2 separate regions of the Rattus norvegicus genome follow, and region 2 is linked to region 1. A link is a contact called in public Hi-C data. All regions are on one chromosome and are shown on one strand. Each heading gives the region's core, a stretch centred on a gene start, on an enhancer-like site or on the middle of the called end of the contact. The rest is flanking DNA. Distances are from core to core; before and after follow the strand shown. Region 1 holds the start of Fbxl13 (F-box and leucine-rich repeat protein 13). Region 2 overlaps Gsap (gamma-secretase activating protein).

Evidence for each region. A called contact is a pair of places that touch in the nucleus more often than the background predicts.
Region 2: a contact with region 1 is called in a Hi-C map of the A7r5 cell line, with 7 times the contacts expected there. The contact joins the enhancer-like site here to the promoter of Fbxl13 in region 1. A contact is called at or near these places in 10 of 12 Hi-C or Micro-C datasets (the A7r5 cell line, Schwann cells, frontal cortex and 6 more).

What each region holds. Positions count from the first base shown.
Region 1 is chr4:14,303,022-14,309,736 of GRCr8, reverse strand. It overlaps Fbxl13 (F-box and leucine-rich repeat protein 13), which reads right to left and starts at 2,606. Exons shown (of 18, transcript NM_001103355.1): 1 at 2,496-2,606. The coding sequence starts at 2,570. Armc10 (armadillo repeat containing 10) reads left to right here and starts at 2,938. Exons shown (of 6, transcript NM_001106576.2): 1 at 2,938-3,213; 2 at 6,650-6,715. The coding sequence starts at 3,081.
Region 2 is chr4:14,728,567-14,735,434 of GRCr8, reverse strand. Gsap (gamma-secretase activating protein) reads left to right here. Exons shown (of 31, transcript NM_001395028.2): 19 at 959-1,012. Among named protein-coding and RNA genes, the nearest start is that of Gsap, 68 kb to the left of the region's middle. Within about 2 kb of position 4,629, at least 3 of the 93 cell types and tissues checked have an H3K27ac peak or open chromatin away from gene starts, as enhancers often do. A contact at or near this core is called in the A7r5 cell line, where this site is marked.

The sequences.
Region 1 (6,715 bases), core at 1,357-3,856:
AGCTTCCCAGACAGTGATTTTTACAGAACAATCGTTAACAAGTTAGAAAACAAGAAATTCTAGCAAAACAGAGGGGAAAAAAACTTCGTAATTCTAAAAGGTGGAATGCATTAAAAGGAACCAATGGGCATTCCGGGACTGAAAAAATGCATTGTTTACAGTTAAGATTTCATTTAATGCATCCAACGGATGTGATGAGATGCAACATAAAGCAAAATTAGCAAATTTAGCAATCTATGAAAATTATCAGTCAATGGAAAATATCCAAAATAGCACCCAGAACACAAAAGCGAATTAACAGGACAAAGCTAAAACAGAGGTCAAGGTAAAATCTTATTATAGTCATGCTTGGGCTTCTACAGGAGAAAAAATTGGGTAAAAATAATAGATTTAAGCAATTCCAAAACTAATGAAAATTAAATATCAATCAGCAGATTCAATAAGCTTAGTAATTCAGGCAAGTGTTTGTTGTTTTAGTTTGGTGCTGGGGTTTTGTTTTGTTTGTTTTTTGGTTCTGTTTTTTTTTTTTTATTTTTATTTTTGGGTGTTACCATTCCTATGCCTGGGCTCAAGCAAGTCTCAGCTTCAGTCTCCCTGGCAAGGAAAACTACACCTACCACTGGCATGCAGGCTTTGGTTTGGGTGTTCCTTAATCAGAGTGTACACAAGTCTGTAGGGAAACGGCGTTGTGGAGGAACAACTAGGTTTACTCAGAGCACACGGGTTATGTTCAGAAGAGGTCAAACACGCATAGCTGTCTTTGATAAAATATGTGCTTCACGTGTTTGCAGGTGGCTTTTACAAGAGCAAAGGTCTCAGGGATTTGAATCAGACATGTACATGCAGAGAGACCTGGCAGAACAGAAGCCACCTTACTGGGCTCTGAGGGAAAGTGAGAGTGCGCTCAAGGCCTGTCTTGCACCTGCTGTTAATGTGTGAGCAGAGGTGATTGGATAAAATCCTCTGGATAAAAATCACGGCGCAAAACCATCCTAAAACTAAGAGCTGTACCCACTTTCCCTGAAAATTGAATTGCACACTTCTCTCCTCCCCTAGAACTCCTTCATTCTCCCCATCACAGCACGTGCTCAGAACTCTGCACTTGATCTTAGCCAAAAGGCCGAGAAGCGATGTGCTCAGAACTCTGACAGCATCACCACACAACATACACCAATGTGCAGGCGAATGGGAGTCACCAGCGATTGCTCAGCTCCTGGGAGTATAAAACCTGGTTTTCAATACCATACTGTCCTCCTGAGGCAGGGCAGAAAGGGGATTATAGTGACTGGAAGCACAGGGTAGAGAGGAAGCCTTTCACTGACCAAAAAGGACTTAAGTCTGCTAAATAAGGACCTAATGGACAGTAACTAAACTGCTCTCACTTGGGGCTAGTTGCTGTATCCCCAGACACCTCAATCAATCAAGGATGACAAGACCAGTAATTAGGGTGTGCTGACATAAGTCAAAACAACACATAACCTTGAATTCCTGGCCTACCCACTCTCAGGACTAAATGAAGTTGCTCATAAATCCACTATACAACTTTAGTTACTGAATGAAAAAGAAACTTCAATTTTTAATCTAACCTTGTTACAAACTATACTCTTGGGTGATATCAGTTTTTTTTTTTTAAAAAAAGGAGTATTAATCCTATTGGGACTAGATGTCCCAAGTTATCAGAGGAGAAGTCTTCCCGTTCTCCTCTGATAAGGGGAGGGAGTGTTGGGGGAGGGATTTGTAAGGACAAGACTGAGAGAAAAGTAGGGGGGGTGGGCTTTGTTCGGGATGTAAAGTGAATGAATTACTTAAGAAAAAGAAAAAGAAGAAGAAAAGAGGTAGTGGCTTCTTGGCAACATTTAGAAAGGTAACCTTGAAAGCCACAAGAAAAAGAAAAAAGAAACCTATATCTGCATTGTGAAGACATAAGCTGGACTCTCCCTTCAGAAGTCCACAATTGTCTTGATCAGGTGTGTTCTACTCTATCTACTGGAGCACATGTTTCTGAGTTTAATGAAACCAACTTATCTTTATATAGGTTGGCACCGAAACTCATGTCTTTGTTAAAACCAACACCTCGGGTGTTGCCTGCGTGGCGATCTCTAAAAAGGTATATTGTGAGGTTGTGTCTCCTGCTAACAACGAGCGAGGAAATGCTTATACCCAGAACCCCTGCAGTCTTTTGTCTTCAAGTGGCTCACCACTCACTTCTTGTTCGTCTCTCTTCCTAATAGCACTTAGTACTTGACACTTGAGGTCTCCAACCCAGGCCTTGTGCTCTTTCCCCCTGGAGATTGTCACTTTCCCCCTCCCCCTCCCCTTCCTTTGTCATCTCCGCCCCTGCTTTAGCCACTGTCACCCTTCGGTGTTCTCTAACCTACCCCAAATAGACTTCAACTCCCCCATCCTCTATTTCCTATCTCCAGCTCTGGGAATCTCCTTGCCTCTCCCGGTCTCTTCCCTTGCCCTCTGTGTGAGAGGCTATGTAGCTCCAATACCTCACAGATTTGAGGAATGTAGTTGTCCTTGAAGTAGTTCCTTAGCCTGGGGGGGGCGTTGCGTAGTGAAGCCATAGTCAGAAGCAGGACTGAGAAACTACTGCGTTTTGTTGGTTACTGCTCCACGCTGCAGCGGAGGGACGCGTCGGTGCGTTGCCTGGCAACCAAGGAGGAGCCAAACAGTCTCAGCCAATCCGGAGATGAAGAAAGAACCTGGGGGGGAAGGGCAGGGGGAATGGGGAGGGGCGGACAGAACGGGGAGGAGCGGGCAGCGCTGGGAGGGGCAGGGGCAGGACAGGACCCGCGGGGCGAAGTAAAGTGGGAGGCGGGGCATAGCTGGACTGGAAAGTATTGGGGCGGAGCTAGGGGGCGGGACTCAAGCAGGGCGGTCCCCCACTTGATCCAGGAAAAAGATGCAAGCACTAGGGAGGGCAACGAGCAGAGTGGGAGGGCTTCCGACCTCAGCAGGGCGGCTTCCGGAAGGCGGAGCTCCAACCCCATTTCCTTTCTCTGGGCTGGTTCTGGCCCAGCTGCACCTGCGTGTGGCCCTGGCACCCCGGCTCCCTGCAGCTCGGTGGCAGCAGTATGGGCGGCGCGCGGGACGTGGGCTGGGTGGCAGCCGGGCTAGTCCTGGGCGCTGGCGCCTGCTACTGTATCTACCGGCTGACTCGGGGACCGCGGCGAGGCGGGCGCCGACTGCGCCCTTCGCGGTCCGCAGGTGAGGCGATGGGCTGCCCGGCATGTGGACTGGTTCGAGGTTCGGGAACCACCTCTGGACAGGCTAGATCAGAGGTGCCTTAGACACTCGCGACTGCATGGGGAGGAAGGCTAGAGGTAGACAGTCTGGAAGCCCAAGTTGCCTTGGGTGGGTCCTGAGCCGCTTCCCTGCTCCCACTTCTTTGTTTAAAATAAGGACTGAAAACATCGCCCGAAGTGCCCTATTACTTCCCTCCGGCTTCACAGCGGAGAGCTGAGGTTTCTCCAAGCTAAATAGATTGCTTCTCATTTTAAAGTTTGGGCCTTTGTGTTGTTACCAAAGAGGTGTCCCTTACTGTGTGAGAACGTTCTTAGGGGCCTCAAGTCCAGGTTGAAACTCTGCTCGCTGCTTTATGAAGAAAGGATCCCTGAGGTGCAATTCTGCCAGCACCTGTCTTAGGTGCTAGTACCTTTAAGTCATCCGTAGCATCCCTGCAACATGGGTGTGTGTGTTGGAAATAAAGAACCTCAGCCTACAGGAGACACACCTTCTGAAAGGATCGTTTAGGTCGTGAAAACTGTTGGGAAAACTATTTGGTCTGCCGACCAAAACCTGCTTTCCTCAAAGGCAGAGAAATGTATTTGTTTCTTTTGTCTTTTTTTTTTTTCCCCCGGAGCTGGAGTCCGAACCCAGGGCCTTGCCTAGCAAGCGTTCGACCACTGAGCAAAATCCCCAACCCCCATTTGTATTTGTTTTTAAATTGAGTAATCATTAAAACATTTTACTACTAATAAATTAGTAGATAAAACATTTTATCTACTAATGTTATTCCAAAGACAGAATTCTCATTTCCCTGTACCAGGGTCTATGCAAAATAAACAGTAGTTTGCCTTTAAAACAAGTGGACTCAAATATACCATTTTCCACACGGAGAGTTCAAGCAGTTATTGGTAGGACCTAATTGCCTTTCCCTAGAATGAAAATAAGGCACCATTAAAGGCAGATAGAAAACATGTCTTTGGGTTGTACACCTAGCATTTACTTTTCAAACTTTGCACTTCCTGGAAGGGACCAGGAAGAATGGTGGGTTTATATTCCAGCCTTCCATTTCCTTCAGGAAATGCTGTAAGAAAGGTCTGCACAGCACCTTTTCCTCTGGTCAGAGGAAAGCAGTTTTTGAAAATGAGCATTTGCCCCTCCAAAGCCTGATTTGTAGGTTTTTACTCCCCCCAACCCCTTGTCAAATATTTCTATACAAGAATAATTTGGTGGTTTTGTTATTGTTGTTGGGGTTCTTTTGTTCTTTTGTTTTTTTGTTTTTTGTTTTGCTTTTTTAAGGCAGAAGATCGGATGTATCCCTGGCCTGGAACTCACTGCATAGCAGAAAATTTGAACTTCTGATCCTCTTGTCTCCATCTCCTGGGGTTGCTGGGCCTGAGAGCAGGTCAGGGAGGTACTGGGAAGGAAACCGGGGACAGACAACTTTAAAAATAGGTTGCCCACAGCCCCTTCCCAAAGCTCTACCCTTACATTTGAGAGAAATCTTTTCTTGCCTTAAACTGTTGAGAAGTAGGGGCTGGGGATTTAGCTCAGTGGTAGAGCGCTTACCTAGGAAGCGCAAGGCCCTGGGTTCGGTCCCCAGCTCCGAAAAAAAAAAAAAAGAACTAAAAAAAAAAAACTGTTGAGAAGTGTGTAATTCCCCTTGTGAAGTTTATTGGTCCAGGAGAAGAAGCTGTTGCCCAACTCTAATCCCAGCACTAGCAGGCTGAGGTAGGAAGATCAATGCCGATCTTGGCTAACCTGTCTCCAAAAACAAGTGTATTTTCCAAACAAAGACTGAGACCATTGAAAAAGATGGAAACAGTATCAAATCATTCAACTTGATACAAGAACCTGACTGATACAGTAGAAACTCATCCAATCATTACTAAAGAAAATCTATCAGGGAAATAACATACAGAGGCCTGATGGACATATGTGGAGAATTAATAGTTATTTCTTGCATTAATATATTTTTGAAAACTACATATAATATATAAAAGTCATTAAAGTAGTATTTCTGACAACTCCTAACATTAAGAATAGAAGGAAATGTTCCTAAATTGATGGAGAACACTTATCAAAGGCCAAAGGCATAGATACTTTAGTTAAATGTATTTAATATTCAAACATTAATTGCATCTTTATTAAGTTCAAGAATAGGGGAGGTGCTATCAATCACGGCAAGTCCCGGGCATCTCAACAAGGAAAAAAAAAATCATAGAACTCATCAATACAAAAGGAAGCAAAATTATAGAAAAAGAAAGAAAATTCCGATTTGTAAATGACTCATTTTGAGTCAGAAATGTGCCAGAGAATCAGCCAAACATTACATATGGTAAGCTACAATAAAACAAGAATTCAATATAAATTTAATTGAAAAGATTTCATTCAGAATAATTTCTAAAACTCAGAATATAGCTAGCAGGAACTTGTATGTGAATAAGCCACACAGTGTCACCCTGAAAACGTGACTGAGCTGTTTCCATAAGTTTCTGGCCTTTTAGACTCTTAAAAGGGTAATCGTTACCCCCCTATGTACTGTGCAAAACCAATGCCATAGTTAATCAATGCTCTTTAGGCAGATGTCCAATCAGATAGGTGTACCTGATGTTTAAGGGACAAAATGCTGTCGACATTAGGGCTACATGCTATTTACATGCAGTGTCTAATAGACATAGGTCATGTGACCATTGGCTAGACTTACATCATGTGACCATTAGCTAGACTTAGATCATGTGGCCATTGGCCAGTACTTGATGGCTGTGGACCTTTGTTTCCTACAGAGACTCAAAATGATAGTAGTATCTTCCTTCTAGGAATGCCTGAGACTCAAATGATATAAAAGATGTAAAGTAGTGGCTCGAAGGGATGGCTCAGTGGTTAAGAGCACAGACTATTCCTCCAGAGGGCCTGAGTTCAAATCCCAGCAACCACATGGTGCTCACAACCATCTGTAATGAGATCTGATGCCCTCTTCTGGTGTGTCTGAAGCCTCTATTTGGCCTGCCTACTCAGAAAAGACTTAATGTTTTCTTTTTTTTCTTTATCCTTTCAGACTCTGGCAGAAAGAAAGGCGTAGGCATGCTTTCCCACACACCGCACCTCCCTAGTCCCTCAGTAGTTCCTTCCCCTCCCACAGGCCAGCTTCCATTGTTGATGCCATCTGCACTCTTAAAGCCGTGGCCTTCCTTCTTCCACTTCTCCCATCTCCCCCTTCCCAGCAGATGCCAAGATTACAGCTTGCCTGCCCCGGGGCCTTTCTCTCAAACATTATGGAAATTGTCCACAGCTTTAAAAACAAACAAACAATGGTGCCTTAGCATCGGAGTATGTGTTTGAGCATTTCACATGTTTAAAAACAAAACACATCTCTGGTGATTTTCGCTGAGCTCTCAATGGCTTTCCTCTCATGCAGAAGACCTAACGGAGGGCTCCTACGATGCTATCTTAAGTGCGGAGCAGCTTGAGAAACTTCTGTACC
Region 2 (6,868 bases), core at 3,380-5,879, 420 kb before region 1:
CAGGCGTGTCAGAGATTAACCACCACAGAGCCTGAAATCTCAGGGCTGTTCTGGGCAGCGGTCAAAGGAACATGTGGAGATTTTACCACAGACTTACTGTGAAGCTGAGGATGGCCTTGAACTCCTGATTCTCCTGCCTCTATCTGTCTTCCTTGGCTCAGCAGGCTTGTCTGACATTCACTTGTTAGCAGGATGCCAGGGTGGGGTTAATTAGCATGAACCCCACAGGTTTTAGCACTAGACTGTGCGGACATTCTGCATGAGGCGCTCCTGTCCCTGAGACCTGGTGGACCGCAGTGTGTGAGAGTCCCATTCATTTCTCGTTCCTCCTAGAGAGGAAAGAACCAAATTGTGCTACAAACAGTGAAAGGGGAGGGCAGAGAGGGAAGGTTTAACTGTGACTTTAATGGTTCCGATGTAATTCACCTCGCTCATTCTTAAGTAGAAATGTCTAAACATACAGTATTTGCGCTGTGTTTTCTAACAATAATTGTTCCTCTCTCTTTAGAGAACTGGTCAGCTGTTATCTAAAGAGTAATAGTGGAGTGCACACACCTTTTACTTCAGCACTGGGGAGGCAGAGGCAGGTGGATCTCTGTGAGTTCAAGGCCAGCCTGGTCTACAGAGTGAATTCCAGGACACAGCCAGGGCTACACAGAGAGACCCTCTCGAAAATAAAAGCAAAGAAAACACAAACTGAAAAAACAAAACAAACAAACAAAAACTCCCAACCAAACCAAAACAAAACCAAAAAAGAAAAAAAGAAAAAAAAAGATTATTTCATTTTCCAAGGCAAGAGACACACTGCCCTGTCTGTGATCTTTGTCCTAGAAAATTATGTAAAGTAGAGGTTATCACACAGGACACTGGCTGTCCTCGGCTGCTGCCTATGCAGAAGACACTTCCTGTGGCTCTGAGTGTGGTGGTTGATATGTTGCATTCATGTTTCCCGGCATAGGAAATTCCTGGAATGAAGCTTGTGACAGAAGAGCTCCCGTTACCTCTTATGAAGGTAAGTCCTGTTCTGAGGGTGAAGCCGTCATGTGAAGACCTCTGCTGCCCCTGAGGCTACTGTGCTTTCAAGGGGAATTGCAGCCTGGCCTCCAAACAGGGCAGCTTGAGAGCCTGCATAACCAATCACTGATATGATGTTATGTGATGCCTTAGGACTGTTTAAAGAGGGAGGTTTTCTGAAGAAAATAACAGAGCCCAACTTGAACCAGGGACCGCCCACCAATACTTGCCACAAAGCCTCTTACTGAAGGAGCTCTTGGAACATGTCTTTAGAGAAGCTGGAATCCAATGTTGCCTGATTTGTAAGCCTTCCTTCAAACACACGTACACACACACACACACACACACACACACACACACACACACAAACATACACACATATACATATATTAACACATGCATGCACATACACACACATACATGCACACACACAAATATACACACATATATACATATATTAACACATGCATGCACACACACATATATATATACACATGCATGCATGTACATATACATACACATACATGCAAACACACAGCACACATACACAGACACATTCACACATACACATCACACGCATAGATACACATATACACATATACATACAAATACACATGAATGCATGCACATACACATACACACACACACCACACATACACACACATCACATACACGCCAATCACACACATAGACACACACACACAGACACACACATACCTACCCCCCACCCCCTGCACCCTCATACACACAATTTCCGGCCATAAAAGCTTTAAGTAAACTGGGCTGGGATTTCTAGATTCTCTCAGAGCAGCTTCTCCATTCCTCTAAAGTGAGGCGGTGGCTTGCTGGATGGCCTCACTGTCATGAAGGGGGCTTTGTGTCTGTCTGCAATCTTCTGGCTACAGAGGGAGGGTGGGGGTGTGGTGAGTAGAAAAGAATATCCTGGCAGTTAAAAGCTTCAGCTCCTCTGCTGGGTTTGGCTCTACGTCTGGTAATTACAGCCCGGCCTAGCCTGGGGAGTTTTAGTTCCTGGCAGCAGCGGCTGCTGCCCCTTGTGCTGAGCCCTTTTATTTGTGTTTGATTCTTTTGGATCCTTGGCGCTGCATGGACAGCTGGGGAGGACCAGTTGTAAGGTCCCCGTCATATACTGGGGCAGGAGAAGACAGATGGACACTGGTTTGTTGGCTCTTTGGGTCCTAAGAGGCCATTGAAAATAGACTGACTAACTGTCCAGAAGCAAGTGCAGAGCCAGCCAAACCTTCCTGATGCAGGAGGATGACAGGGAAGGCCATGCTGTATAGGGGACAACCTGCTGCTTCTTCTCACTACGAACCATGGCATTTAACTGACAAGCCACTGAGGGTTTCTTTTCTTTGTCCTGTTTTCATGCTGGGGTTGGACTTGGGTCCTTGAGGTGCTTGCCAGACAGATGCCTTCCCGCCTGTACTCTGAGCCCCCTCGTTTGCTGGGATTCCAGGCATCTGTTACCACCATGATTGGTCAGAAGAAAGTTAATGCAGTTCTGTAGTTTCCAGTCCATAACCGCCCACTCTCTCCACTTTTCTTCGTCTCTGTCATAGATTTGTAGAATTCATTTAGTAGTTATGGTAATCTAGAAGCGTTTGATCAGATACAAACTCGTAAACACTTTTAGTGTTTTTGCGTGACATAATGAACTCTAATGATTCCTTTGAATTTTTTTGATCTGGTTTTGGGCATTTAAGTCTCTCTAGACATTACCCAAATGTTTCCTGGGAAAATAACTTGGTTAGGTAAGGTAGTTGCCTCACATATATGAGATCTTGGGTGTAAGTCCTAGTACCACACTGTTTTCTTTTATCCAGTAAAGATAATATTTCGTTTTTATATATTTTTATACATACAGTTTTTCTATTGGTTTACTCCTCTAAGGTTCAAGGTTGAGACTGTCTTACGGTAAAACACTACGACATTTTTTTTAAAGCTTTGATTTCTTCTAAACTAATATTCAATGGAAGTTATGGTTATCTACATGGTCAAAAGGATTTAGGGGGCTGAAGAAATTTCTCGGAGGTCGAAAGTGCTGCTGCTCTTCTGAAGGACCCCAGCTTGGTCCCCAGGCCCCACATCATGTAGCTCACAGTGGCCTCTGACTCCATTCCAGGGGATCCCACGCCCTCTTCCAGCCTCCATTCTCCCCACATATGTGTGGCCCGCACACACAGAGACGCACATACATATACATTCATTGAAGAACAAAAGGATTTAGGAATTTGTTGGTTTTATTACAGCCTTATCAACATTGTGTGTTTTCATTTAAAAGTATTAGGATAACGAGAAGGCCCTTTTTGTCTTTTGTCCTAATTGACTTATTAGAAGCCAGTTCACTATTGGTTCACGATATTGTTATTGACTTTTTTTTTAAAAGATTTATTTAATTTATGTGAATACACTGTAGCTGTCTTCAGATACACCAGAAGAGGGCATCAGATCCCATTACAGATGGTTGTGAGCCACCATGTAGTTGCTGGGATTTGAACTCAGGACCTCTGGAAGAGCAGTCAGTGCCCTTAACCACTGAGCCATCTCTCCAGCCCCTCTCCATTATTGACTAGTTTTAAGTGTCCTCTGACTATACTTCCTCTCTCTTGCCAAAGTCAAGGAAGGGAGGGCAACACGATGAGATGTCCCCTCCCACCGTGACATGTACGTAGTCTAGGGTTGTAGCCCAGATGTGTCCCCTTGGATTTGAATGTGTAGTTCCTGATCCACAGTGTGATGGCTTTAGGAGGTGACAACTATGGCTTTATGGTTTGGATTGGTCATCATTTTTTTAAAGATCCCTGAAACCCAACTCAATCCATCCTACCTCATGATGTGACAAGGAAGACATGATTGTCTAAGAAATGGACACTTGGGGTTGGGGATTTAGCTCAGTGGTAGAGCGCTTGCCTAGCAAGCGCAAGGCCCTGGGTTCGGTCCCCAGCTCCGAAAAAAAGAAAAAAAAAAAAAAAGAAATGGACACTTGACAGACACTGAATTTACCCACATCTTACTGGGCTGTCCCAGTTTCAAGAGCAGATGTTTGTCTTTTATGAGCCATCAGTTGATGGTGTCATTGAAGGAGCAGAATGGGCTATGATTTGGGCTTGTCCACCTGTTATTTTTATAATTAAACCATCACCTGAAAGACACAAAGCTTCTTCCTTGTAAATGGTTTATTAAATAATCTTAAAAAAACATGTCATGGGGAGGCAGCTAGAGAGATGGCTTGTTGTTTTTCTTAAGACCTGGGTTCAGTCCCAGTACCCATATGGTGTTTCCCAACTGTCTGTAACTCCAGTTCTAAGGATCCGACATCTTCTTCTGGTCTGTACAGGTAGAAGACATCTCTGTGCTACATATGTAATTATATACCTGCAGGCAAACGTTTATGTACGTCTCTAAAAATATTAAAAAGCTCTGTTTTTTTTAAAAAAGCTACCATATGGGAACAAGGCCCATGGTTTATAGAAATGTCAAGACTGACCTTCTTTAGGAGGGCTTTGATCCTTGGTAAACTACGTGCTGCTCTGGGGAAGCAGCAACTTGAGTAAAAGGCTAAAAATAGCACCTACTTTTATACTGAGAAGAGAAACCACTAAAACTATTTAACCACAGGAAACCAAGGAGGGAAGCGATGGCTTACTCAACTATAGGAGTAAAGGCGAGAGTGTGCTTCAAGCAGAGGACTGGGCAGTTTTACCAAAGTAGTTCGTTCTCTCTCTCTCTCTCCCAGTTTCTCTCTGCCTCTCTCTCTAACTCAATCTCTCTCTTCTTCCTCCCTCCCTCCCTCCCTCCCTTCCTTCCTTCCTTCCTTCCTTCCTTCCTTCCTTCCTTCCTTCCTTCCTTCCTTCCGTCTTTTCCTTCCTCAGCCTCCCAAGGACTGAGATTCCAAGTGTGTGCCACATGTCTGGCTCCAAATCAGACATTATTAATATATTTAATCACATATCCAGTGATTACTGAAACCTGACTGGAAACTGAGAAGGCTGGGGAGACGTGAAGTACGCCTGCTTAGGGCATGTGCTGTGAACCCTGCCGTCTCTTGGATGCAGGGCACCTGAGTGTCTGAATACAAGGTGCTTGCCACCTGAGTGGTTCACCCAGACTTTGCTTATATACTTCTCCATTCGAAGTGTTTGAAAGCTGCTTTAACTAGACAGAGCAAAAGTGTAATCCGTTGCTTGGTGAAGCACAAAAGGTACTAATTCTCATTGGAGCCCCTTAGTGTAGACAGATACCGTCATTTGCTGGCATTCTGAAATACTGGCACAACCACAATGTAACAACTCACTGTTACATTGAGTCTTTAGAATTATTGCTTTTATTGGTGAAAACGAAGCACTGTTCCAAGCTGGTTCTGGGATGGGGGGAGGGATTACGATTTTCCAAAGTTTGGATTGCATATGTGTCCTGGCAGCGGGAGTGTAATTGAGTTCAATGAATGTTGTTGTGAACATAATTTTATGATACCATGAGCGTTATTTACTCTTCATAGAGGCTCAGGGTAGTGAACGAATTCTTGCCATTTCTGTAGAGATTGGATAGCCAGACTACCTACCTGCTAGCTATAAAACCGAGAGCCAAACCCAGCTAGAAAATTATTATTTCTGTTCCTTATCAGCTAGGCTTCAAGAAAGCAAAGTTGAGGAAGGTGGTCATAATTATCAATTATATTTCAAACTGCCCAGCCTATTAAAAACAGAACAGAATGGCTGAAAAAACTCCCCAGGTGGGTCAAAGAAGTGGGATTTTGCCAGATACTGGAGCAGGGGGCAGCTTATTTATATTCCTGAGAATATATATATATATATATATATATATATATATATATATATATATTCCTTGAAGAAGAGCCGTGTGCTTGCAGCCGTCTTAGTGTTCAGCCCCAGGAGTTCCAGCTGTTTGCCACATGTGGGGATACTCCCACCCAGCGCTCTTAGTTTAGGATGCTGCCTTTCGATCTTCTGTCCACAAAGACATTTGCTGTTGCATTTTATGTGTATCGGACATGATGCACACATCGCTGGATTTCTTTGGACAGCAAGCAGAAGTCGTTCCTGAGATGTGAGCCACTGAGCATCCCAGGAAGGGTGATGTCTCAGCTTTGCTCCCTGGGTCCTGGCACAGAGAGGAGCGGGGTCCCTCAGGCTGGGCCCCCTCCCCTAAGATGCTGACTGATCAGCAGAAGTAGGACCAAAGCCGGAGGGTCTTTGAGAAACGGAGGCAGGTGTTCATTGCTGGTAGCTACTTGCAGATGAGCCCGTACCACAGGTTCTGTTTCTGGATCAATTGGCAATCCAAATCCCAACTGGGAAGCTTCCCTCAGTGTAACTGGCCCTTTCGTGTCATCGATCGTTGTGATTAGTTGCATGTGGTGATTGCTTTATGGCCTCTTCAGAAACAAAGCGAGGTGATTTTTGAAGAAGAGATGGGAATGATTTTCTTCCAAAGTTAAAATGTAAAAACTCCGCTTTGTGCAGGGGGAAAACATGCTGTTTGGCCATTCCTTGAGAGTCTGATTACTTCTTAAACCAGACCCTCGAGCAAGGACTAGCTAAGCTTGTAGATACTTTGTTCATAGCGCTCTTTTGTATATTTTTAAAGACGTATTCATGTGTATCTGCATGTGCCTGTATGTTTGTATGTACACTATATGTATGCAGGTGCCTGTAGATGCCCCTTGGATCCCTGGAGCTGGAGCGGTATAGAATTGTCCCCTGTGGATGCTAAACCCAGGCATTCTGTAAGACCAGCAAGTTTTCTTAACTGTTGAGACATCTCTCTAGTTAGTCCTCATTTTTGTATTTTAAAAAGTACACCAGGAACTAGC